Linked DNA regions of Sus scrofa: region 2 is linked to region 1. Evidence: chromatin contacts called from public Hi-C data. All regions are on one chromosome and are shown on one strand. The core of a region is the stretch at or near the end of the contact, and the rest is flanking DNA. Distances in the headings are between cores, read along the strand shown.

The links. A called contact is a pair of places that touch in the nucleus more often than the background predicts.
Region 2: a Hi-C map of fetal heart ventricle shows a contact between it and region 1, with 2.3 times the contacts expected there. The contact joins two enhancer-like sites. A contact is called at or near these places in 2 of 47 Hi-C or Micro-C datasets (embryonic fibroblasts and fetal heart ventricle).

The regions. Positions count from the first base shown.
Region 1 is chr5:68,942,803-68,949,285 of Sscrofa11.1, forward strand. All of the region lies in intron 3 of DCP1B (mRNA-decapping enzyme 1B), which reads right to left. It also overlaps the pseudogene LOC102160671. Among named protein-coding and RNA genes, the nearest start is that of DCP1B, 30 kb to the right of the region's middle. Within about 2 kb of position 3,604, at least 4 of the 83 cell types and tissues checked have an H3K27ac peak or open chromatin away from gene starts, as enhancers often do.
Region 2 is chr5:69,210,761-69,217,243 of Sscrofa11.1, forward strand. All of the region lies in intron 4 of CACNA1C (voltage-dependent L-type calcium channel subunit alpha-1C), which reads left to right. Among named protein-coding and RNA genes, the nearest start is that of CACNA1C, 200 kb to the left of the region's middle. Within about 2 kb of position 2,976, at least 23 of the 83 cell types and tissues checked have an H3K27ac peak or open chromatin away from gene starts, as enhancers often do.

The DNA.
Region 1 (6,483 bases), core at 2,354-4,853:
CCATTCTTTCCTGAAGTCTTTCACAAATGAGTGGAACAATGGAAGGAGCAAGAACATCTCATCATATATTTGGTGTGAACACTTGTTTTGAGACTTTGCTTGAATACAGAACTTCTTGGATTATTGTACATTTATCCAGTTCCAGTTTTACAGCTTGAGCCCAATGATGGTGACTGGGCACTGGGTGTTCAGTAGGAAGCACACACACACACTGCTACTAGCCTTCCGAAAGATCACAAGCTGGTTAAACACTTAGGAAATGGGGCGGAGGAATGCTAGAGCTGGAGGCGGTGCAGGGGTGTGGATCAGCCCCCCCCCCCCCCCGTCACGAGTTAAGGAGGTCTGCCACGGCCACGGTCATGTGTCCCAGTCCAACCTGTCTCCATAAAATATGCCCCTCTCCCAGCCTGACAAGCGAAATATATAAAGAAACAGCAACACAATTTTCACATTTGATTGATTTGTAGGCTTGGTTATCAGAGATGGGAATCTGACTTGTTTAAAATAAGGTTCAAACTCTCAAAAGGATGCCGGGAAGTAGCTGGGCACGAGAGGCCAGGTGCTTGGGGTGCTGGGGGTGGGGTGCCTGGTCGGGTCTGTGGGCAGGACCGCGGTGCCCAGGCTTGGCTGGGGGGCTGCTCCGTACTAACTTGGTACTTCTCCCCATCTGGTTGCTCTGTGCTGAGGCCACGATCCTTCTGCGCGTTCTTTAATGCCTTCAGAGCAATGTTCTTTCATTCACCGTCTGCCTTTGCTTCACTGTCCAAACACGGACACGATCTTGTAAAAGGAAATCTGCACTGGCCCCCTCGCGTCTACATAGCACTGTTATCTTGGTCTGGTTCTTTTCACATGACATTGTTTTACTGCACCTCACAAATCAGTGGTCCCATGACCTCCAAATACTAGAAGGTACACAGGAGACGAGAAGCAGTTTCTATTTGATGAGTGACTAATACTCATGAACATTTGGGGGGAAACAGTAGAAAACCTAGACAATCTGTGAAGCAAAAACCACCTCCCCTTTGTGAAATAAATTAACTTCATTACAAAATTAACATCATAAACAACAGCAACAAAAGCAGCCTCTCTACTAGAGCAGTACATTACTTTGGATGAAATTAATATGGATCTCCAACTACAAATGAGAAGTTTTATCGTCAAAGAACAAGATGGATTTATCCTTCAAAATGTGCTCATTTGTAACAAATGCGTGCCACGTAACTAGACCAAGATCCCCCATGGGAATCTTCAGGTCCACCCCCACCCCCAGGTTCATGAAAGGTTTCATGGAATCTTCCTCATTACACACTAACTTTCTAATTTTATTTATTTCAAGGGAAAGTAGCTTTAGTCTAGGAGGTTTAACAGAGTATAAACATTTAAAAAATTAGGAAGTAGGAAAAGTCACAGGTAACAGTAAATACGAATTGGAACAACTCATTCTGTTTTGTTGGCCATTTAAGTTTATATCTTCATTTTGTCCATAACCTTGTTGGCTAATCCCCAAAGCCCCCAGGGTGCAGGGTCACGAGCCTGCGCTCCCTAAGGCGTCTTCCCTCCCCAGACCTTCTGCTCCTTCAAGGCTCCTCTAGGGGGAAACGGTCTCAGATGTTTCTTTGCTCCCACGGTTTTTGGTACACCCTCCAGCTAGAGAAAAGCACATGACTGAGGGTTTGCAGAAGTGTGCCCTCCACTAGACCTGAGTCCTGGTGGGCAGGACTTGAGCACATGATGTCCAGCATGTGGCAAGTTCAACAGGTGTCTGCTGACCAGAACAGGAACCTGAGATGTCAAGATCTCGTGGCACGTCTATGACAGCGCTCACTGCTCCGGCTTAATTAAACGTGGTCACCGCCCAGATGCTCACAGCGCGGGGTGCTCCTCATGTTGTCCTTTTTATTCTCCCCACCCAAGTTTATCTGATAATCTTGAGCTTAAGCTGTGGTGGTGGGGTCTTGTCACCAGCTCCCTAGGACTGTACATTCCATTGATCTGGCACTGTGCGGGCACTGGTGTCATTTTATGTGTATTAATTTTTGCAATATTTCTTCCAAATACCAGTCTTCTTGATGGACTACCCGTGAGGCACTGGGAACTAAGAGCTCAAAGAGTGTGCAATTCATCTGCAAAATCACAAGCATTTCTCTCCAGATTATAAGTAACAGTACTTTGATCCAGCAGAACACTGATATTCATATTCCAGTCAAGTCTCACAGTGGTATTCTACAGCTTATGTGTGCAGGTCCTTAAATTATCTTAAAGTATCACATGCAATGTCACTTACCCCAGCAACACATGAAAATTATCTGACGTGAATCTCAATAGAGCAAAGTGAGTCTTGTTTCATAGAATTGTAGTTTGTGAGAAATACATGTTTAAGTTAAACAAAATAGTGTATTTCTACAGGTCAAAAACTTGTCCCAGTGAAAAACAGACTTCCCCATATTTGAATCAGATTATTTAATCAAGGGTTTACTCATTACAAGAATAGCTTTGCTGAAATACCCTAACTATAAAAATACATGGGAGTTCCTGCTGTGGCTCATCTGGTCAAGAACCCTACTAGTATCCATGAGGGTGGAGGTCTGATCCCTGTCCTGTTCACTGGGTTAGGATCTGGCATGGCTGTGGTGTAGGCTGGCAGCTGCAGCTCCAATTTGACCCCTAGCCTGGGAACTTCTATATACTGCCAGTGCGGCTGTAAAAAGAAGAAGAAAAAAATATATATATATGATTGCTGAAAAATTTCTAAGATTTTACAGTGGTTTAGCAAAGAGCCAAATGCTACTTCTAGAGCCAGACTTTCTATACTTTTCTTATTTTGACCTTAAAGTGTAATTTTGGATATAGCAGACAAAAGTCCTTTCTGTTATAAATAGTTAAATCATGGTTTGGTTCTACTATGAAATAATGGCCCTAAGGTTGAATAGAGGATAATTCTAACACCAGTTCTTGCCTAAAATTGTTTTCTTTCTCCACAACCCCTAAGAATATGAAAAAATTGTAATTTTTCCTTCTGTGGGTTAAGAAGTAATGATCCAATCGCTTCAAATTGATTACTTGCAACTACTTTCTAAGCAATTTTTGGACAAAAAACAGTAATATAAAAAATAGACTCTAAAAGAACACAACGAACACTCAATGCAGCCATACTGAGCACTTCCCACATGCAAAGCACTGTTAGGGAAATAAAAAGATGCTCACTCATTTAAGCATTTCAGAAAATGTTTTGGAATCCAGTTTTTCTCTGCCAAGATTTAGACTTCTAACATATCAAACTGGGCTCTTAAAAAACGAAAGATAAAAAACAGTCATCTACAAGCTGCAAACGCAGTACATGAGTCCAAATAGCATTACGATGCATGTTTCCTGGGTAAGGATGAGAATGTTAAGTCTTTATGGTCCAGGATAAAACAAAGCGACCTCTCTTTAACTTTACTCTCACATGGTGTCTGTCTGTCACCTGACATGATGCGCTGCATGGTCTGTCTCATGTAAGCAGGCCAGATGGTTAAGTTAAATAAGCTCAGAGAGAATACACATTTCCTGTCTAATTCGAGAGAAGGTCCTGCCTGCACTGAGTCCCCTGATCACAGATGATGGCGTATGGAGGCTGTGAGGACGGCATGGTCAGGGCGACAGCACCATGGACCCAGACTGTGTGCTCCAAGGTGCTGTCAGGTGTCACAACGCAACACAGGGGAAACAAAGGCCCTAAAGTAAGACTGCTTCCACCAGGCTGTGAAGAGCCTTCTTTAATTGCCAGGATACTGGTTCTGTAGACCACAGAATTTAGAGCGCTTCCTTTCAGCATGAGCTGAGCACTGATGAGACAGCAAAAAAGCAATTCTGGGCTTAAGGTCAGAGAAACAGGGGTCATCACTCACGCCCCAGCAGGTGCGCAACCTCTAATCACAGATGAAAACACTTTAGCTTCTAGGATGGCTTGTGGTAAACAGGCCAGTTTTTCAGTTGGAACAGCAAAGCAATGACCACATTACCATTTTAAATTTCAATTGTCTTTCCTTCTTTCTAAGAAGCACAGATGGAGGCGGTGGAGAAAGTCCTGAAAGGGGGCCCACTGACCACTGCTCTCACACATGGTGATGAGCCTCAGATGCACAAGCACCTCTTTGCTTGGGCGGGAAATGTCGAAATCCTCATTTCCCATTCCACACCGCGCCTGATTTGAAGGAGTTAAAGATCTTGTATTGCTGGGCAGATCCTCAACAGAATGACATTCTGTTGTTACTAATAAGATTCTGTGTAGTAGTAATGTCAAGTATTTTAAGCCATACAATTACTTTTAAGATATTTTTTGACTCTAGAGGGCTTCAGTTCAATACACAATCCCCTAAAATGGTATGTGAAATGGTGTGTATAGGATTTTGGAGGTGGGGAGGTATGGATCAGAGCCCCTAAAACAATGCTTGGCACACAGCAGGAAAACAGAAACTATCTGAGGGAGGGGGCAAGGGAGGCCGGCAGCCAGGAAGTTCACCAGATTCTCAAAGGGGTTTGTGACCCCTAAAGGTTAAGAACTACTATTTGAGGCTATCAGCATACCAGTAAATATCTCAAAATGGAAAAATAAACTCTCAATTATCTGTGGGCAGATAACACGGCTTTCATTTTCTTCGTAATAAATTTACACAGGGCTCACTTTTAACCTTTCAAATTGCTTTTGTAATAATTGCCTGAATTGACTCCAAGGTTAAGAAAACAGATGATAAAGGCTCAAGGTTTTAGAATTTGTTAGAAGACTTTTATTGCTCCCAGGGGCCTGAGGTCGGGGAGAGGGCTTAACAGCCCCGGCAAACTCTTAGCCTCCTTGGCCTCACGCAACTTTGGCTACTGAAAGGCGGGGTTTTTGTTTCAATCTTCATCGTAAGAAAGTAAGGAAGAGGGAGGATTTTAGAAAGCTGGGCGACTTTGTGGCTCTTTCTCAATCACCCCAAGAAAAATATCTTCAAAGTGGACATACAAACATCAGGCATATGGACATACACAGCAACTCTGGCATTAACATATAAACAGTTTCTGGAGTTCCCGTCGTGGCGCAGTGGTTAACGAATCCGACTAGGAACCATGAGGTTGAGGGTTCGGTCCCTGCCCTTGCTCAGTGGGTTAACGATCCGGCGTTGCCGTGAGCTGTGGTGTAGGTTGCAGACGCGGCTCGGATCCCGCGTTGCTGTGGCTCTGGCGTAGGCCGGTGGCTACAGCTCCGATTCAACCCCTAGCCTGGGAACCTCCATATGCCGCGGGAGCGGCCCAAGAAACAGCAACAACAACAACAACAAAAATAACAACAACAACAACAACAACAAAAAGACAAAAACAAAAAAAAAACCATATAAACAGTTTCATAATTACGTCATATCCAGAGCTGTTCACTTTCTGCCTTTATTTGGTGCCACAGAATACAAACAAAATATAATATATGGTTTCTGCCCACCAGGGGCCTGTAATTTATTACTCTTGCCACTGCTTTCTGCATAGTCTAGGAAATCAATAACCAATTAATTAACAGCAGTACAACGGAAGAGCGAACATCTTAAAAAATGCATTCTCAGTGAGCAATGCTGATTCCAAATTATGACCTATTTTTGTTTCCAAATTTGACATTCTCACTGCTATTCTGGTATATACTGTATATACAGGTATATACAGGTAAATTTCCACTGGAGCTTTGGAAGAAATTAAAGCATATACCTCATAATGTGTTCTATAAGAGCCATCAAGAAAAGACTCTATTTTAAAATCTTATGGTTTACATATTGTTCTAGGGAAAGGAATGCAGAATAGATGCCAAGAGTTCCCTCTGTTACAAAACGGACTCTTAAGAAAGAAGGGAAAGTTAAATCCTTCTACTCAGGAAAAGATGAAGTTCCACAGGTTTTCATATTTGTAGCAAAAAGGAAACCTTTCCTCCCTGAAACATATGGAGAAAGCGGTTTGTGCTTCTTAATCTCCTACCCCTATTTTGCCTCTCCCCGCTTCCCTCTCCCCACTGGTAACCACTAGTTTGTTCTCCGTATCTGGGAGTCAGTTTCTGTTTTATTGGATTCACTAATTTATTTTTTATACTCCACATATGATAGCATACAGTATTTGTCTTTGACTTCTTTCACTAAGCATGATACTCTCCAAGTCCATCTGTGTTGTTGCAAACGGCAAAATTTCATTCTTTTTTATGGCTGAGTAGTAATCCATTGTAGTCCCCTTACATCTGGGTACTGACTCCAGCCACCTGGACTCTGGCACTATGGTCATGGCAGAGGGGATGATTGTGCTGAGGGGGAACAGGCCAGGCACCAAGGCTCAGGATTTCTCTAATTGGACTGATGAATCCTTTGATGAAATGGACAGTACCCTAGCTATTCAGCAGTATATTCAACAGAACATAAGAGCATATTGTTTCAATACTGACAACATTCCTGAACCACCTGAAAGCCAAGAATGAAGGTGTATGGAAGTATG
Region 2 (6,483 bases), core at 1,726-4,225, 270 kb after region 1:
TGCTAGCGTATATGTCTATGTCTCCCTTTGTCCATGTATCTCTCTGTCTCAGGAGAGAGGATGATAAAGCAAACATGGCAAACCATTAACAGCTGGGCTATTTGGGAGAAGGGTATGTGAAAGTACCTTTTACTGATCTTGCAAGTTTTCTGTAAGTTTGAAATTATTTCAAATAGAAAGTAAAGCCATAGCAAGAGCTCTGTTTCGCCTCTAGAAGCAAGAATAAGCAAATGAGAGGACCACAACGTGGCAGACAAAATCTCTCATCCTCTTGTCGGGGTGGCTTTGCCCACCCTTTCTGAACTGCAACTTGGCAGTTCATATTGAGAAGCCTAAAAATATTTGTAACTTTTAACCTCATTTCTCCTTAAAGAGAATATACGGGTGTGTAAAGATTTATGCACAACACCTTCTTGCGGTGTTGCTTTCAAAGGTAAAAAGTTGGAGACAGGAGTTCCCACTGTGGCACAGTGGGTTAAGGATCCAGTGTTGCCACAGCTGTGGTGCAGCTTACAGCCGTGGCTCGGATTGACCCCTGGCCCAGGAACTTCCAGATGCTGTGAGCGTGGCCAAAAAGAAAAAAAAGTTGGAGACAAGCTAAATATTCACAGCAGGGCTGGTCTGAGCGCTGTGCAATAGGATGGCCCTAAATGACGTCCAGGAGCATTGTCGACAGCGCGACCAGATGCTGCTTACCCCGCCGTGTCCCACAGCATACCTGAAACACAGGACAGCAACGGAATCTCCATTAGATCCAAAATATGCATTACAAGCTCCGGAAGAAAACCTTAAGAGGCTGCCTCTCAGGTGTAGCCTTTTTTCCTTACTTTTAAGTAGTTTTCAGTAATACTGCATTTTGACCATGTGCAAACAGAAAGCAGTAACAACAACAAATAAAGCAGCAGCGAGAGTCTAAAGCTGTCTGGGCCACGCGAGGACAGTCCTCTCTCCAGCAGCCATGACGCCGCAGCCCCCTGACTCACCCCAGCAAGGGTGAAGACAGAGGCTAGAGGCCGGGCCACTGACGTCAGGGTGACAGTGGAGGGTGAGCCTCCCTCGGCTGCCAGAGTTTGGGCCTGGGTCCCCCGGCAGCCCTGATGATGTCTGTCCCATACTCGGGACTCCATGCCTGCAAGGCTGCAGCCTGCCACCTGCCGGAAATCATTGGGGTTTAAAAACACCCATCAAACAAGCAGCTGCAGTGTGTTGTGTTAGGAGCCAGTTCCTTCCTCTGGAAGACAGTCTCCAGAGGTGGTTTTCCTTAGGTCAGTTACTCCACATTGAGCAATGACCTGGAATGCAGAACCATGGGCACGTCCACAAGGGGCGGGGGGCATTACCTGATGGGCCCCCCATGAGACAGAGAGAGCACCATGCCCTCCCCCCACGGGCCCCCACCTTTCCCTGGGGAGCAGGCCTGCTGCTGTCTCGCCTCCCAGACCTTCTCTGTGTGCACGACATCGGGAGTGGGGTCCTGGGTCAGAGACCGGCTCTGTCGTGGCCCCTGGGCCACCTCTCCCTCTGAGCGTTTAAACAGAAAGTGATGACATGGGCCAGCCACATCCCAGGTCACCATGAGGTCGCATGAGGCAGAGCAGGTAAAGCCCGTGGTACATTCAGAATGAAGTTAAGCTGTCACAACTTTGGCCAAAAAAAGAATACATGACAGTGGTGTAGGTGTCTTTCTCGAAAGTACAGCTAGTGTAAAATCAAGGCTGGTCCTAAGGCCATTCAAGTTCAAATGGTTCATAAGCAGTGGGAAAAGCTATGAGATTTTTTATACAGGGAGAAAACCCTAAGCATCCTCTGTTTCTCTCTGACAATTTGCCCAACTATTTTAAGGCACATTGGTTCTCAAGGGAGAAAGTACCATGAAAGCTCCAATGGGGAAGTTTCGTTTCCCTGCCCCTGCTGTGGATATACCCCATGCTAATTTAAAGATCTAGAACGTTCTGATAAAAACCACCAGAATGTGTTAGGTATAATTATTCCAAGTCTGCCCATCTGCTTTCTGTCTCTGGTACCTGTCCACATAGCCAGTTGATTTCCAGAGGATTCGCAGTGGCTTATTTACATTTAGGTTCATGTAAAAGAGCACAGTTCTAGCCCCTGTTTGCTTTTTGCATTACAGGTAGGGCAGTAGTGTTTTAAAGAGCCGTGTTTGTCTCTGTCCTATTTTGGGGCCCAGGTACAGGTCCCTATTTTTAGCAGCTCTGCGATGTTGTGAATCTGGATCTCAACCACAGTGAGTCAGAGGGTCTGGCTGCCCAGAGATGCATGACTCAGATGGGCAGGAATAGTCTGTTCGACGGGAGATGGGGCTTAAGGGGGAGGGGGGTTGGCTTGTGCTTAGTGAAAAACGGAAACGAAGCATAATGTTTAGGTAAAAATCTGTTGCCCTTCTGCAGGGAGCTTTCCCCTCACCCCTGAAAGCATTTGTCCCATACCCGGAAGAGCCTTCTGGCCCCATCAGCATTAGAGTCAACAGAGTCCCACAGGCAGACCTGGAGGGGGGCTGGAGGAAGGGATGGAGCAGGTGTTTGGGCAGGTGAGGGTCCTGGGGAGGGGATTTTTCTAAGAGGAAAAAATGTGAAGGAAAAGGTGGTCCCTCTGAAAGAGGGGAAGCAGCAGATGGTCTCATCTTGATTGGACCAGATTGTTTTTCACCATCTGTCTGTCTGTCCGTCCCTCCATCCTATTATGCGGACTTCCAGTAGACACAGTAGAACTTGAAAGCTGATTGTGTCCTGGGCTCTTTGCCAGACTCAGGGGAGCAGCCCCTTACAGAAGGTGGGAGTGGGGGAATAGTCCAGCCACAAGATCCCATCCAAGGCTTCAGTCTTACCATCCCCAGCTGTCAGGAGCTTGGGCACTGGGCTGGCGTCTGTCCAGGCCCTGCTCACGTGGGTAGAAGGGACCCCGTGTACCTCACGGGATAAGCAAACCCAGAGGAAGCCAGTGCCCTTGGTTTGAGGGCTTCCTTCTCTTTTCCCTCAACTCAGACCTCTGGCGCTAAGTACCTCTGGGCGTGGCCAAGGGGCCCAGTGATCAGAGGTGGCCCCCCTCCAGCCTCTCCTGGGAGCGGGGACGGTCATGTTTTCAGCCGCTGTTTAGATTTTCCAGTGTTCCATGAAAGCTCCTGAATCTCTTCCCCAAATAACAAAGTCCTGTTTGGTATTTGGTGAGCTGTTTGCAGCACGGTGTTCAACTGAGCAGAACTAAGCTGCTGACAAAATACTGTCTCAGCCGTTTAATCATAATGGCCAACATTTGTCTAGGGCTGTGTGGTTTAGCCCCCAGTGCCATCCATCCGGGGGCGTTGCACCCACGGAAGATGCCGGTGAGGTGGGATGCCAGCCTCCTGGTCCCTCTGAAAGCCTCAGCCACCCTCCTCTAACCCCGGTCTGGTCTCAGCCCCCCACGGCCCACAGCCTGCCCCCCACTCTCCACCCTGGGCCCTTTTCCTACTTTGGCCCCTGGAAGGGCTCTCGCAGGATCAAGTCCAGCTCTCAGTACTGGATCCCCTCTGCACAGCTTGGTCCTTCCGCTGTCCCTCCCCGCTCACCAGCAACAACTGTGTTCTCTGTGGACGGGCTGACCTTCCCCGGGTGCTGGACCAGGCCGCGGCCAGCCATAGGTCCCAGGCCCGGCTGTGTGTCAGGTGGGAGGGCTGTAACTCTGGTTTTTTCTGTAATACCCTCTCTGGTGTCTGGCAAGGGGCTATTTAACTAGAAGTACCCCTTCTGAACCAGTAAGTCAGAGAATCTGAATGAAGTGGGCATCTCTGTGGGCGTAGTGGCATCACCATGGAGTCAAGAGCAGATGAGGCTGCAGGGTGGGCTCCTTTTGGGCAAGAGGCTGCCTAAACTAGGTGCCAAGGGAGAGAGGCGACGTCTAGTCAAGGCACACTGGTCAGGACCTGGTGCGTTGCTCAGGTGTGCTGGAGCCCAAAGTGCCTGCAAACCAAAGACGTGCCCCCTAAACCAAAGATGCCCACCCCCTAACCAGAGACACCTCCTTCTCCTGAACAAGACAACCCCACCCCCAAAACCAGAGACACCAGACCCCCCCAAACCAGAGACACCCCCACCCCCACCAGAGATGCTCACTCCCCACCCCACAGTGACCACAAAAGGGTGATCCCAACTGGTCTGTGGGTCCCCAGAGGCTGGGTGAGGCCTGAGGGGTGGGGAGGAGAGTTTGAAGGGACTTTGGAGCAGAGTGACCAGGAGAGTGGGGCCCAGTGAGCCCTGTGGTGTTAGGAGCAGGGGACCGTGGACACCGAGGGGGGCCCTGGAAGTGGGGTAGGAGTGGCTGAGGCCGAAGAGGTCAGGACTCCCCTCCTCCTCCATACGCCTCCCCCTCCCCAGCACACCCCACAGAGAGCGGCAGTGTGACCACTGTGAGCTGGCTTCACTCCTCTCACTGTGAGCTACAGTGTTGTTTTACCGGAAAACTACTTTCGCTCTGTTTTCCAGATTTCAGTCAGCTTTGTTTTAATTTAAGAAAAAAATTTTAAAGTATAATTACATAAGTAATATGCAATCATTATGGAACAATTAAAAGACATTTAAAAAGTAGGGGGAGAAATCCCTTCAGAATCGTAGACCTCAGGGACACTGGGGTCTTTTTGTGTATATCCTTCCAGCCTTAACCACACAAATGCAGAAAAGTTTTAAAATGTTTAAAAAAGAACCTGCTACATAGTGCTGTGTACCCTGATTTTTCTTTACTTACAGACTATGGCTGTGCTTCTCTGGTATGTATGAATCTACAGCGTCATTTCAGTATGTACCTAGTATTGAACTACACGAAGGTGCCATAATGTGTTGAATCAGTTCCTTGTGTGATCAGTGAGGCTGTCTTCACTCATCACCTGTGTTCTTCTCTGTTCACCTTTACGATATGCACAATGATACGAAGCACAGACAATTGATAGCCTTAATCCACGTGCATCTCTTTTTGCATGTGCCTTTTCCTGACAGTAAATTCCACGCGTGGGATTCCCAGGTCACAGTTACGCCTCGCGCTCTGTGTTGGCGAGGAACACAAATGTTGGTCCAAATCTAGATTCTCAACAGCAGACGTAGGAGTTCCTGGTTCCTCAGACCCATGCCACGTGGCCAGGCATTATCTTTACTAATCTGGAAGGAAATAGCAAACATGACGCAGCACTGGAAAATGTCTTCTGAACCGACCTTCATTCTTTTAAAACACAACCCAAGAACCACCTGTAGAACCTCTAATAAAACATGGCCAGACCCCGGGGATGGGTTGGGGGAGCTTATTTCCACCCAATGTTAAGCAAGATTCTGGTGTGACAAAGGAGTATGGACAGTTCCTAGAAATGTACTGAGATGAGGTAGATTTGCTCCATAGCTGAAATTTCCTTGGGAAAGGAGGTCATATTAAACATTTATCAGTTTAATTTCTGCCCCAGGGCCTTTGTTTCCCAACCTGCTGTGACTTTGGATGACTGGCCAATGTAGACCTCCTGGGAGCCCTGGGCCCCATCAAGGGCCCCACGAGCCTGGCTGTGTGCCCAGAATCTGGGCCTGGATGGGCCCTCCCGCCCTCGCCCTCACCCGTAGGACTTGGGGCCTAGGCACCGGTCAGCAGCCCCAGGTTCCTCAATGTGGGGCTTGAGGAAGGGTTCTGTACCGTGACTATGCGTCTGCCTCCCAGAATTGCCATGCACTTTCAGGAACGTGTGACCAGCTTGACACACCATCATCGTTTCTCTTCTGCCCTTTGCTTTATCATCTGTTCAAATGAGGGATTCAATTATCTGATCTTTAAAAACCCTTTTAGATCCGGTTTCCTTAGGATTTCAAGTTAGCACGAGTGAGGTCCTGCCTCTTTAAGCACAGATTTCCGGCAGCTGTGGTTCAGCTCAGAAAGAGGTGCTTTTGCTGGCTTTGATTTTGCATGGCCACATGCATCTTAATCCACTGCATCCTCCTGCTTGTCCAGCCCACCGTGCCCCACCCGCGTCCTCCTGTCCACGTGCTGCTTTGGCAGATGTTTGCGGTTGTCTCCTTTCCTCCATGGTTTTTGGCATCCAGGTTAGAAGATGAATTTCCTCTCCTTTGGCACCCCCCACCTCCTCCTGTGAGCACCTGTGGAGTAGACCCTGTTCAGGCTCAACTACATTGTTGATGATTGACAGGGAGTTGGACCTGCAGGGAATTTATTTCGGCGGGTCAGCCTCGCTGGTCCTAGCTGTGACATCCTGGTCACTGCTGCTTGATATTGGCCTATTTTCAGCCCATGTGCACAGCCCAAGGCCCCCATTCAGCCTGTGTCTGTATGTACCTCTCACAGGAACCAACCACTAGCTGCTCTGACTTTTCTGCACCTGTCCTGATGGGTCAGAACGTGACAAAGGCCAAGCCACTTTTTGGGAAAACAACACAGAACAGGTTATTGTCATAATATTAGAGGAGGGGACTCAGTAACCATGAACCACCCGGATGTTATCTT